Regions from separate parts of the Macaca mulatta genome. Here region 2 is linked to region 1. Evidence: chromatin contacts called from public Hi-C data. All regions are on one chromosome and are shown on one strand. The core of a region is the stretch at or near the end of the contact, and the rest is flanking DNA. Distances in the headings are between cores, read along the strand shown. Region 1 holds the start of AVPI1 (arginine vasopressin induced 1). Region 2 holds the start of ZFYVE27 (zinc finger FYVE-type containing 27).

Evidence for each region. A called contact is a pair of places that touch in the nucleus more often than the background predicts.
Region 2: a Hi-C map of liver shows a contact between it and region 1, with 3 times the contacts expected there. The contact joins the promoter of ZFYVE27 here to the promoter of AVPI1 in region 1. A contact is called at or near these places in 8 of 14 Hi-C or Micro-C datasets (CD4 T cells, blood, cortical neurons and 4 more).

Annotation. Positions count from the first base shown.
Region 1 is chr9:109,732,416-109,737,500 of T2T-MMU8v2.0, forward strand. AVPI1 (arginine vasopressin induced 1) reads right to left here and starts at 2,089. Exons shown (of 3, transcript NM_001266977.2): 1 at 1,580-2,089.
Region 2 is chr9:109,783,873-109,788,924 of T2T-MMU8v2.0, forward strand. ZFYVE27 (zinc finger FYVE-type containing 27) reads left to right here and starts at 3,421. Exons shown (of 13, transcript XR_013398210.1): 1 at 3,421-3,623; 2 at 4,776-4,973. LOC144331234 (a long non-coding RNA gene) reads right to left here and starts at 4,001. Exons shown (of 3, transcript XR_013398221.1): 1 at 1,895-4,001. It overlaps LOC144331239 (a long non-coding RNA gene), which reads left to right. Exons shown (of 3, transcript XR_013398226.1): 2 at 1,643-1,772; 3 at 1,886-2,066.

The DNA.
Region 1 (5,085 bases), core at 839-3,338:
AAATACAATTTGACACAAACTAGGTTGAAAATGAACCCCAAAGGAAATACCAAACATTGAAAATGACAAAGTTCAACTTGTTTTGAAACAGGCAGTAAGTGAAGAACTGTGGAACCCTAACAAAGAAATATATTTAAAAAGTGACTCACCATGCAATGAATTTGCAATATATAAATATAGTGTGCAATTGAGCACCCTTTGTAATATACAAAGTTCAGTTCAGACAGCTATTCTAGGAGAGTATCTCACTGTAGTCCAGGGAGGCCCAGGTAACCACGAGAGGCAGAACACATTTGAGTGAGCTGGCATCTCCTAGGTCCTCACACAGGAGGAGGCACCCTTCCAATAACCCAGGTGATAGCAATAATCTCTGTAATCAGGGGCCTAGGGGCTCTTAGAAAAATTACTGGAGGCTCTGGCCCAAGACCCTAATCAACACTTGGGGCCCTGGCCTGCTATCCTACACAGACATGCCACTGGACAGCAGCCAAAATCTGTGACTCCTCAAATGGGAAGCCCAGTTCAAATGGCTGTGTGGGCTTCCCCACCAGCAGGGCCTAGCCTCAGGGAGGTATGCCTAGAGAACTGGATATACATTGGCCTCCAAATCTGTGCCCCTGGAGGTGGAGAAAGGAACTGGGCCCTTTCCCCAGACCAGTTCTCATATATGACCTGAAAATAAACTGCTACTAGATCTAGGGATAACCCTTTCAAGAGTTCTAGAACCCTGAATTCTGGCTGTGCTGCTAACTGGGTGACCTTGGATAAGTCTCAGTTTCCCCTGCCACAAGTTGCTCATCATCAAAATAGTGGGTATAAGGCCGGGCCCGGTGGCTCATGCCTATAATCCCAGCATTTTGGGAGGCTGAGGTGGGAGGATCGCTTGAGCCCAGGAGTTTGAGACCAGCCTGGTCAACATAGCAAGACTGCCTCTACAAAATTTTAAATAAGCTTTTTAAAATAAATGGTGAGAATAAATAACCCTTAGCAGGAAAAGGGAGATTAAGTTTGCAAGGGCATTCCTTCTAGCACCTGGTATACCACAGACATTCCACGTATGCTGGTTGAATGAATAAATTATGAAGGGAAAGGCTACCTGACTACCAGAGGCTATAGAATCATTTTCATTTTCATCATCACAGCAATCAGCAAATCTGTGTACTTTTAAGTCATAGCTTTATGATTAAAATCATAGAGGCAGCTTGTTCAGTGTCAAGCACAGAACAGAGCACGTTCAGATGGGTGCTTTCTTTCCTCCTCACATGAGGTGGCACTATTGTTACACCCATTTTACAGATGAGAACACTACACCCAAAGTCACACAGCTGGCAGGTGATGGAAGCTGGGACACGAACCCAGGCAGTTTGACCCCAGCACCCGGGCTCTCAAGCCACTGTTATTTTTGTTCCTGCCAGATGGCTGAGGAGGTCTTCTGGGGAAAGTCAGGCCCAGAAGCCTTTTGGAAGCTATCTGCTTCTGTAGATTGTGGAAGGCACAGGGATCCAAAGTCAGGACTCCCAAGCCAGCCTGTGCACTTCTGCACTCCACTGCCCGGTGGAGAATTGAAGAAGGTACTCACCACGCTGAAGGGCAGCTCCGACAGACCTCAAATGGGGATGGGGCAAGCTAAGATGCGCCCACTCAAACCTCTTCCACAGCCTTCAGAAAGGGCGGGCGCAGCTCTGGGCTTCCTGCTGCGAGAGTGCTTCCAGGGCCAGTCGGTGATCACAGGCAGCACAAGAGCGTGGCAGAGGGTATTCTGGCCGAGGTCCTAAAGCGACATCTCCAGCACGAGGAGGCCCCGGGGCTCAGACGTGGCCGCTTCGCAGAACGACGGGGCCCTAAGTGGATCTGGCGGTCGCGTCCCCCGATGGCACCCCGGCTGACTGTCGCCCTCCGGCTCCCACGGAAGCGCCGAGCTGGGCCGCCGACCTAAGTACCTGGTTGCTTGAGGCGGGCCGCACGAAGCTTCAAACTGGTCCAGACCACCTGGGTCACAGCCGCGGTTCCCGGGAGAAAGCGCTCCCCAGCCCCGGAACAGCCAATCCTCGGCCCGAGCCGGGTGTGAGCTCCCAGGCGAGCCTTCCAAACCCAAGGCGGAGTTCCGTGCGCCAATCATAGGCGGGAGACAGGGAGGGGGCGTGTCCATCTCCGCCCCCCGCCTCCGCTGGCCTCGAAAGCAGAGTGCGAAGCTTCCTCGAACCTAATCAGCGGCGGAGCGGCGGCGAGGGGGCGTGTCCACCCGGGCCCTGCCCACCGCCCTCGCCGCCCTAGCGCGGCGCCGGAGGCGCCCCCTTCCTTGACGTCAGTCCCTAGGGCCAGCGCGGTTTTGCCGGCGCGGCGCCGGGCGGGGCAGCATTCCTGCCCCGGGGTGCGGCGGCAGCTGTCCCTGTAGGGTACACGTGACAGTGCCCCTTCTCCTGGGCCCAAGGCCAGCGCGCACGGCACCGACTGCCTTACGGCGCGTGGCCCTCTGCAGATCCTCAGATTCTGCCTTTCAACTTCCCTCCCAGCCCACCGTTTGGCTCCGGCTTTGGAGAGGAAGGGGCAGTCTGCTGCAGTCCGACCTTGGGCTTCAAAGCCAGAATGTCGGGGGTTCAAATATTGGGACATTGTGCGACTTTGGGCCGGTTACCTAAACAAGACAGTATTTTAAAGTTTGTATTCATTCGGAAATGTTCATTAGTGACCTGTGCTGTCCGAGTTCCTTGATAGGCAGTAAACAAGAGAGACGGAAAGACCTATAGCCCTTGTCCTGGGGAGTCTACAGCCTAGTAAGGAGGCAGGCGTTAAACAACCTAAAACATGGAGTATGTGATTACAGTTGTGATCAATGTTATGGCTATAAGAGGATAATTATGGAGGAACCTAAGCTTCCTCTCGGAGGTTCAGGAGGGCTGAAGAAGCAACATTTAAGCTGAGATATAAAGAAGAGTTGAAATTGGTCAAATGAAGAGGAGTGGGTCTGGGGAAACTGCTTTAAGGGAAGAGGGAAAGGCATTTGGTTGGGCCAGGAGGTAGCTTGGCTCCGGAGGAATTAAATGCGACCCGGAGTAAGGCTAACAAGAGAGAGCACAGGCAGAGAAGGTTGTATGTGATCCTCGGAGGAGTTTAAACAGGGAATGGCATTATATGTACTGTGTTTATGTAATGGGCATTTTATAGTACTTACCACGTACCAGTAGTGTCAGTCAGCACTTTGCAAATTTCATCCTCATGACAAGTTTGTGTTTTTAGAAGGTCACTGTGGCTGCAGCTTGGAACTTGGATTGGAGGGGGCAGGAGTGGATGCAGGGTATCCAGTGGGCCTCTGATAAATGCTTGTTTTGTCCTTGGAAGATAAGGTGTTCGTGCACTTGTTCAGCAATGCTCAGGAAAGGCTTTTGGGTCTCCCTGACTTCCTTTTTACATCATAACTGACCTCCTATCCATTTAAGCTTGATTTTTCTTCTGTAAAAGTTCTGGGTGGGAAGAGGAAGAGCCAGTACACGGGGATTTATGAATTCCTTGTTGCAGGGTGAAGGGGATGTTAGGGAGCTATTTGTCCTCACCCCGTGCTCTCCAGTTCCTCTCTCTGTCCTTCTGCACAAAAATAGCATCAGTAAGTGTTGTTGTGCTGTGGCTAAAAGGGTTTTTTGTTCTGTTTTGTTTTTTTGAGACAGAGTCTCACTCTGTTGCCCAAACTGGAGTGCAGTGGCACCACCTCAGCTCACTGCATCTTCTGCCCCCTGGGTTCAAGCGATTCTTCTGCCTCAGCCTCCTGAGTAGCTGGGACTACAGGCATGTGCCACCACGCCTGGCTAATTTTTGTATTTTTAGTAGAGATGGGGTTTCACCATGTTGGCCAGACTGGTCTTGAACTCTTTTTTTTTTTTTTTTTTTTTTGAGATGGAGTCTCGCTCTGTCGCCCAGGCTGGAGTGTAGTGGCCAGATCTCAGCTCACTGCAAGCTCCGCCTCCCTGGTTCACGCCATTCTCCTGCCTCAGCCTCCCGAGTAGCTGAGACTACAGGCGCCCGCCACCTCGCCCGGCTAGCTTTTTGTATTTTTTAGTAGAGACGGGGTTTCACCCTGTTAGCCAGGATGGTCTCGATCTCCTGACCTCATGATCCGCCCGTCTCGGCCTCCCAAAGTGCTGGGATTACAGGCTTGAGCCACCGCGACCGGCCTGGTCTTGAACTCTTGACCTCAGGTAATCCACCTGCCTCAGCCTCCCAAAGTGCTGGGATTACAGGTGTGAGCCACCATGCTCGGCCGCTAAAAGGTTTTTTGTTTTTGAAACGGAATCTCACTCTGTTGTCAGACTGGAGTGCAGTGGCACGATCTCGGCTCACTGCAATCTCTGCCTCCTGGGTTCAAGCGATTCTCCTGCTTCAGCCTCCTGAGTAGCTGGGATTACAAGCACATGCCAGCACGCCCGGCTAATTTTTGTATTTTTAGTAGAGGCGGGGTTTCACCACGTTGGCCAGGATGGTCTCAATCTATTGATCTCATGATCCTCCCACCTTGGCCTCCCAAAGTGTTGGGATTACAAGCATAAGCCACAGAGCCTGGCCCGTTAAAAAGGTTTTTACAGTGGCTTCTCTTCACTTTTCCTCAAGCCCTGGGGAACCGTTGAAAAAAACAAAGAAATCAGCAATGTTCATCTCCAGTGGAAAGTATTGGTGCAGAGACTTTCAGCCAACTACTTGGCTAAGGAGGGGACTGTGCAGGCTCCTGAACCAAAGGCTGAGCTTCTGAGCCAGTGACTCCCACTGGCCCATTCTAATAAATAGGGAAGCCAGACTCTTGGCATATCGGTGCTGGGTGAACCTAGGAATTCTGATGCCATGAGCTTAGATGAGCATCCCGAGGTAGGAATTGGGAACTTGTGGTTTCTGGGTCAGATGTGACTAAGGCTGGGTGGAGCGTATCTCTTATCTCCAAACATTTTTGCAGGCATGTGACCATGTGCTTACAATGGAACCATTTCTATTGTTACAGCTTTGTGATTCAATACTTCTGGCGAGAAGATGGGGCACTCCACAGTTGTGTGGGCCATGTAAGCCTCACCAGAAGTGGAGTCATCTGAGACTCACAGAATGGTG
Region 2 (5,052 bases), core at 2,171-4,670, 53 kb after region 1:
ACAATAAAAAAAAATAAAGAGAAGAAAAATAAAAAAGAAATGGGCATTGTTCTGGGGCTTTTGTTGAAAGAGATGTGAATTCTGTGCTGCAAGAGGAAATTGACACGCATGCACTCATTCAAGGAACATTTGTTGGTACCTCGTTTGTGCTAGATGCTGGACACACAGAAATTACAGTCAGTTCCCTCAGGACTCTCACTGTCTAGAGAGAGGAGGAGCCACCAAGTGCTGGGGTGGGGCAGTCCCACAGAGCCAAATCAGAAGGGCACCTAATCCAGACAGTGGCTGCTGATGGGGAAGGTGTCAGAGAAGTCTTTCTTCAGGCGTGAGATCTGAGCTAAATTTTGGAGGAAGAATAAGAGTTGGCCAACTGGCCGGGCGCGGTGGCTCAAGCCTGTAATCCCAGCACTTTGGGAGGCCGAGACGGGCGGATCACGAGGTCAGGAGATCGAGACCATCCTGGCTAACACGGTGAAACCCCGTCTCTACTAAAAAAAATACAAAAAACTAGCCGGGCGAGGTGGCGGGCGCCTGTAGTCCCAGCTACTTGGGAGGCTGAGGCAGGAGAATGGCGTGAACCCAGGAGGCGGAGCTTGCAGTGAGCTGAGATCCGGCCACTGCACTCCAGCCTGGGCGACAGAGCCAGACTCCGTCTCAAAAAAAAAAAAAAAAAAAAAAAAAGAGTTGGCCAACTAAAGAATGTGGGGCTGGGCGCAGTGGCTCACATCTGTAATCCCAGCACTTTGGGAGGTGGAGGCGGGTGGATCACCTGAGGTAAGTAAGGAGTTTGAGACCAGCTTAACCAACATGGTGAAACTCCATCTCTACTCAATACAAAAAATTAGCCAGGGGTGGTGGTGCATGCTTGTAATCCCAGCTACTTGGGAGACTGAGGTGGAAGAATCGCTTGAACTTGGGAGGCAAAAGTTGCAGTGAGCCAAGATTTCTCCATTGCACTCCAGCCTGGGCAACAAGAGCAAAACTCCATCTCAAAAAAAAAAAAAAAGAAGGTGGGAGTAGAAAGGTGCAGTAATGGGAGAAGGTGTGACACATCTGGGAACCGCCAGAGTTGAATACACCAGGCTTTGGTTTTATCCTGGAGGTCACAGGGTGCCACTGAAACTATCCAGCAAGGGAGTGGTCTGAGAAAGATACAGAGGGGTGGACAGGGTGGGGGATAGAAGTGGGTGGGGAGTGGTGATGGCCTACCCTGGAATTCATACCTGAGGCCAGGTTAGGAAACGAAGAAGAGGGGCCTTCAGAAGCTATCTGCATGAGAGACCCAGGAGCCTTCAGGGAAAAGACCCATCCTCAGGGAGGAGAGGCAGAGTCCAGCAGATGCGCCTGGCCCAGCCACAAAGCTAAGTCAATTTCTCTAAGGGGTGGTGAGTGGATTTCTGTATGTAGCTTAGTGATATGTGTGGGAATTGGATCTTTCTACATTTTGATCTTTCGTGGATTCTTGTCTGATTTTTGGGCTAGGGGTGGTGGTGGTAGGGCTTTGAGTAAAAATAAAAATCACAATGATTGCTAACAATTTTTGAACACTTATAACATGCCAGGAATTTACATACTTTAGCTCATTTAATTTTCATCACAGCCCCACACTGAGATTACCACTATGGTTATCCCCATTTTACAGCTGGAAAAACCAACCAAGCAACTCATCCGAGAAGAAGCCCTCCTACCTTACTCATGTTGGGACTGGCGCATGCCAGGTAATTGACAAAGTCAACTAAAGCAGGGAGCTGTAAGAAAAATACCTACATAGGGTAAGCATTTAATTTTGGGACAGTCGTCAATTTATACATAGTTATAAGAACTAACACAGGGAGATCCCACAGACTACCCCCCAATGGTAACATCTTGCAACCCTTCTTAACAGAATGCCTACCATGTGCCAGATACTGCTTCAGGTGCTGGAGACATAGACACGGGAAACATTAGTCGACAGAAGCCACAAGAGTGAATGAGATCCTCAGGGAGTGTCTGGAGTCAGAAGAAGGGTGGCAAAAGGAGCCCCTACCTTGAGGGGTAGGAAGAAAAGCCCTAAGGAGACCTTGAAGGTAGGAAAGAGAGAAGGAGAGGATGGTGTCATGAAAGCTAAGGTGGACAATGGTGCCAAAAAGGAAAGACAGTCCAGTGCTTCCGAGGTCACCTGCAAGGAGGCCTGGGAAGTGTCCATTGGATTTAGCAGCTAGGATGTCACAGGTGAGCCAAGTAATATGGAGGGGAGCAGGACTACAGTGCAGTGAAGAGTGAACTGGGCGAGGAAGCAGCAGTAGAGAGCACTTTACAGTGAGTCTTCCAAATCAGGTAGGAAAGAGGGGGTAAGGTTAGGCTAAAGGAGAAAATTGCCATGAATTTTGTCTCTAAAAATGATGATTAAGAGTTAATGAGAGTCAAGATTTCAGGCCTGTTAGAGCAAAGCCCCAAGGAAATAAGAGTTGGACCCTGGAGCACAGCTGAGTCCTGGCTGGAGGGGTGGGCCTGTCTTTCTGAAAGGAGATCATGGAGAAAGAGGTGCAGATAAAGCTGTGTGGCTGCTTGAAGAGGGAAGTGATTACTTCCAGCTGGGGCACTCAAGGAAGGGATACAGACATTTGAGTGCCAGGGGCATTTGAGGGTAACAATGGAGGGGTTCAGTTGGCCAAAGTTAAAGGCAGCTGAAAGATGGCAGAGGACGAGACCAGGAAATGCAGACCAAGGTGGGTGTGGTATGGTTGGGGTGCTGGGGTCAGATGACACATAAGCGTCAAATTCCCGCTCCCAGTTGCTTCTTAGCTGCGTGTTCCTAAGAAGTTCCTTAACACGTCTGAGATTCCCCATCTGTAAAATGGCGATAATCCTAATAGGGTTGTTGGAGGAGGACTAGATAATGTCTAAAAAGAGCTCAGTCCGGTCCAGTGCTTAGCTCCTCCGTACCTGAGCCACTACTATAAAGCCATCGGACGTGTCCTTTAAGGGAAATTAACTGGGCCACACGGTGTGAAGTGAACTGAGCTGGGAGAAGCCTGCACAAGACCTTGTATACACTAGCTACTCAGGAAACAACTGCATGCTCTGCTGGGCATCTCATATAGGATACGGTTTCCGTCTTTCCTGGGCTCACACATAGTCCCCAGTTCAGTTCCAAAGTTGGAAGGAAAAAGGATGAAGATGTAAATTCTTCAGTTAAGCCTCTCGCCAACTGCTCCTGCGGCGAGGCAGGGCAACGAGGTGCAGGGTCGCCAAGCACGTGCTCCCAAGGGTCCTCACTTTATTAAACCCGGCCAGCCAAGGACAAGGTAACTCCAGCCTGCAGCGCGCGGGGAAAGGCGCGCAGGCGCAGTGCTGGCAAGGGTGGGGGGGGGAGCTCACCTGTGCTGGAGTGGGCGGAGCTAAAGCCGGAGCGGCATGACGTCATGAGGACGCAGCCGCAGAGCGATTCACGTCCCGGAAGCGGCCGTGGCGGCGGCGGCGTAGGCGGAGGAGATTTTCGGACTTGCGACTTCCGAACGGCCCTGGCAGGAGGAGCGGCGTTCGGCCGGGGCGGGCCTGAGGAAACGCTCTGGGGCCCAGTGGCTCTCCCCCTGCTCCTGCCCGAACCTGCCGTCTCTCTTACGGAGCCACTGGCCGGGTACGTGAGGTGCCGGCCCCCCCACCCCGCGTCCCCGTGTCTCCGCAGGCTGTGTGTAGCTGGGCGCTTGGGCGCAGCGGGGGCCGCCACCTGCTGGCCCCGCGAACTTGGGCGTGGCCTTCGCTGTCCTGCCGCACGGGCTCCATCAGGCCCTCCTGGCTGCAGAGGTCTTGGCCAAGGCCAGTGCGGGCGTCGACCTACCTCACCCCTTCCTGGGCTTCTACCTGGCGCCGCTCTGTGCCTTTTCGCCCTGGCTCGGCCTGCGTTGATTTCGGCTCCCGTTGGCCCCTTTGTCCCATCCCCTCACCATCCCATTGTCGCGGCTAATTGCCTGGGACTGGTTTATGTTGCTCTTCGCCGAGGTTCCGCTCCCTCGTTTGCTGCTTAGCGTTCAGGGTAGGACTTTGAACTGGGAAAGACCGTAAAGGCTCCTGGGTTTCCTCATCAGAGAGGGCAGACGGGAATGCGGCGTTGTGATGCCGACTGCCCTGGGCGGAGATGGCCCAGGAAGTTGTTGGGAACTGAAGGGAGTGGGAAGGGTTAGAGGATGGGGCGGGAGTCCTGGAGCACGGTATTTCATTCACTCATTCAGCAGGCATTTGTTAAGCACCCACTGTGTACAGAAACAGTCGTGAATGGCGGCCAAGTAAGAGCAGGGAGTTTTACTTGGACGTGGTAAGTGCTCTGCACTTGATCTTAGCCACAAGGCCAAGAAGCGATGTGATGTGATAAGTGCTCTGTTAGGGTGAGTACGTGATCCTTTGGGAGCATTGGGGAGGGTCTCCCAGTCCAGAGTTGGAGGTGTTGGCAGAGACTTGCCAGAGTAAGGGAGTGATGTTTAAGCTGATACCTGAAGGATGAGTAGGAATTAACCAGGTAAAGAGTGGGAGAAAAATGTTCCGGGACATCATTTCATTTCAGCCCATGGGCTTCCTCGCTGCAGCGATCAAATGTGCTTGGTTTTTATGAATTTTAGTTTTGATGGATCTGTGGGGAAAAGAGCATTGGACGGAGAGTCCAAAGAACAGGATTTTAGGTCTGAATAATTCACTTTGCCTTGCTCACAGGTTTACTGTGGCGCCACCTGAAGCAGTAGGTAGAAGTGTGTTGGGGACTAGACGTGCAATGCAAATGTTGGTAATTATTATGGTTACAGGATGCAGACTTCAGAACGTGAGGGGAGTGGGCCGGAGCTGAGCCCCAGTGTGATGCCCGAGGCTCCCCTGGAGTCTCCACCTTTTCCTACCAAGTCCCCAGCGTTTGACCTTTTCAACTTGGTTCTCTCCTACAAGAGGCTGGAGATCTACCTGGAACCCTTGAAGGATGCAGGTGATGGTGTTCGATACTTGCTCAGGTACAGACTTTGTGGAGTTGCTCATGTCTGCTGTGCCTTCTGCCTTCCTGCTCTGTAGTAACTAACACCGGCCATTTAG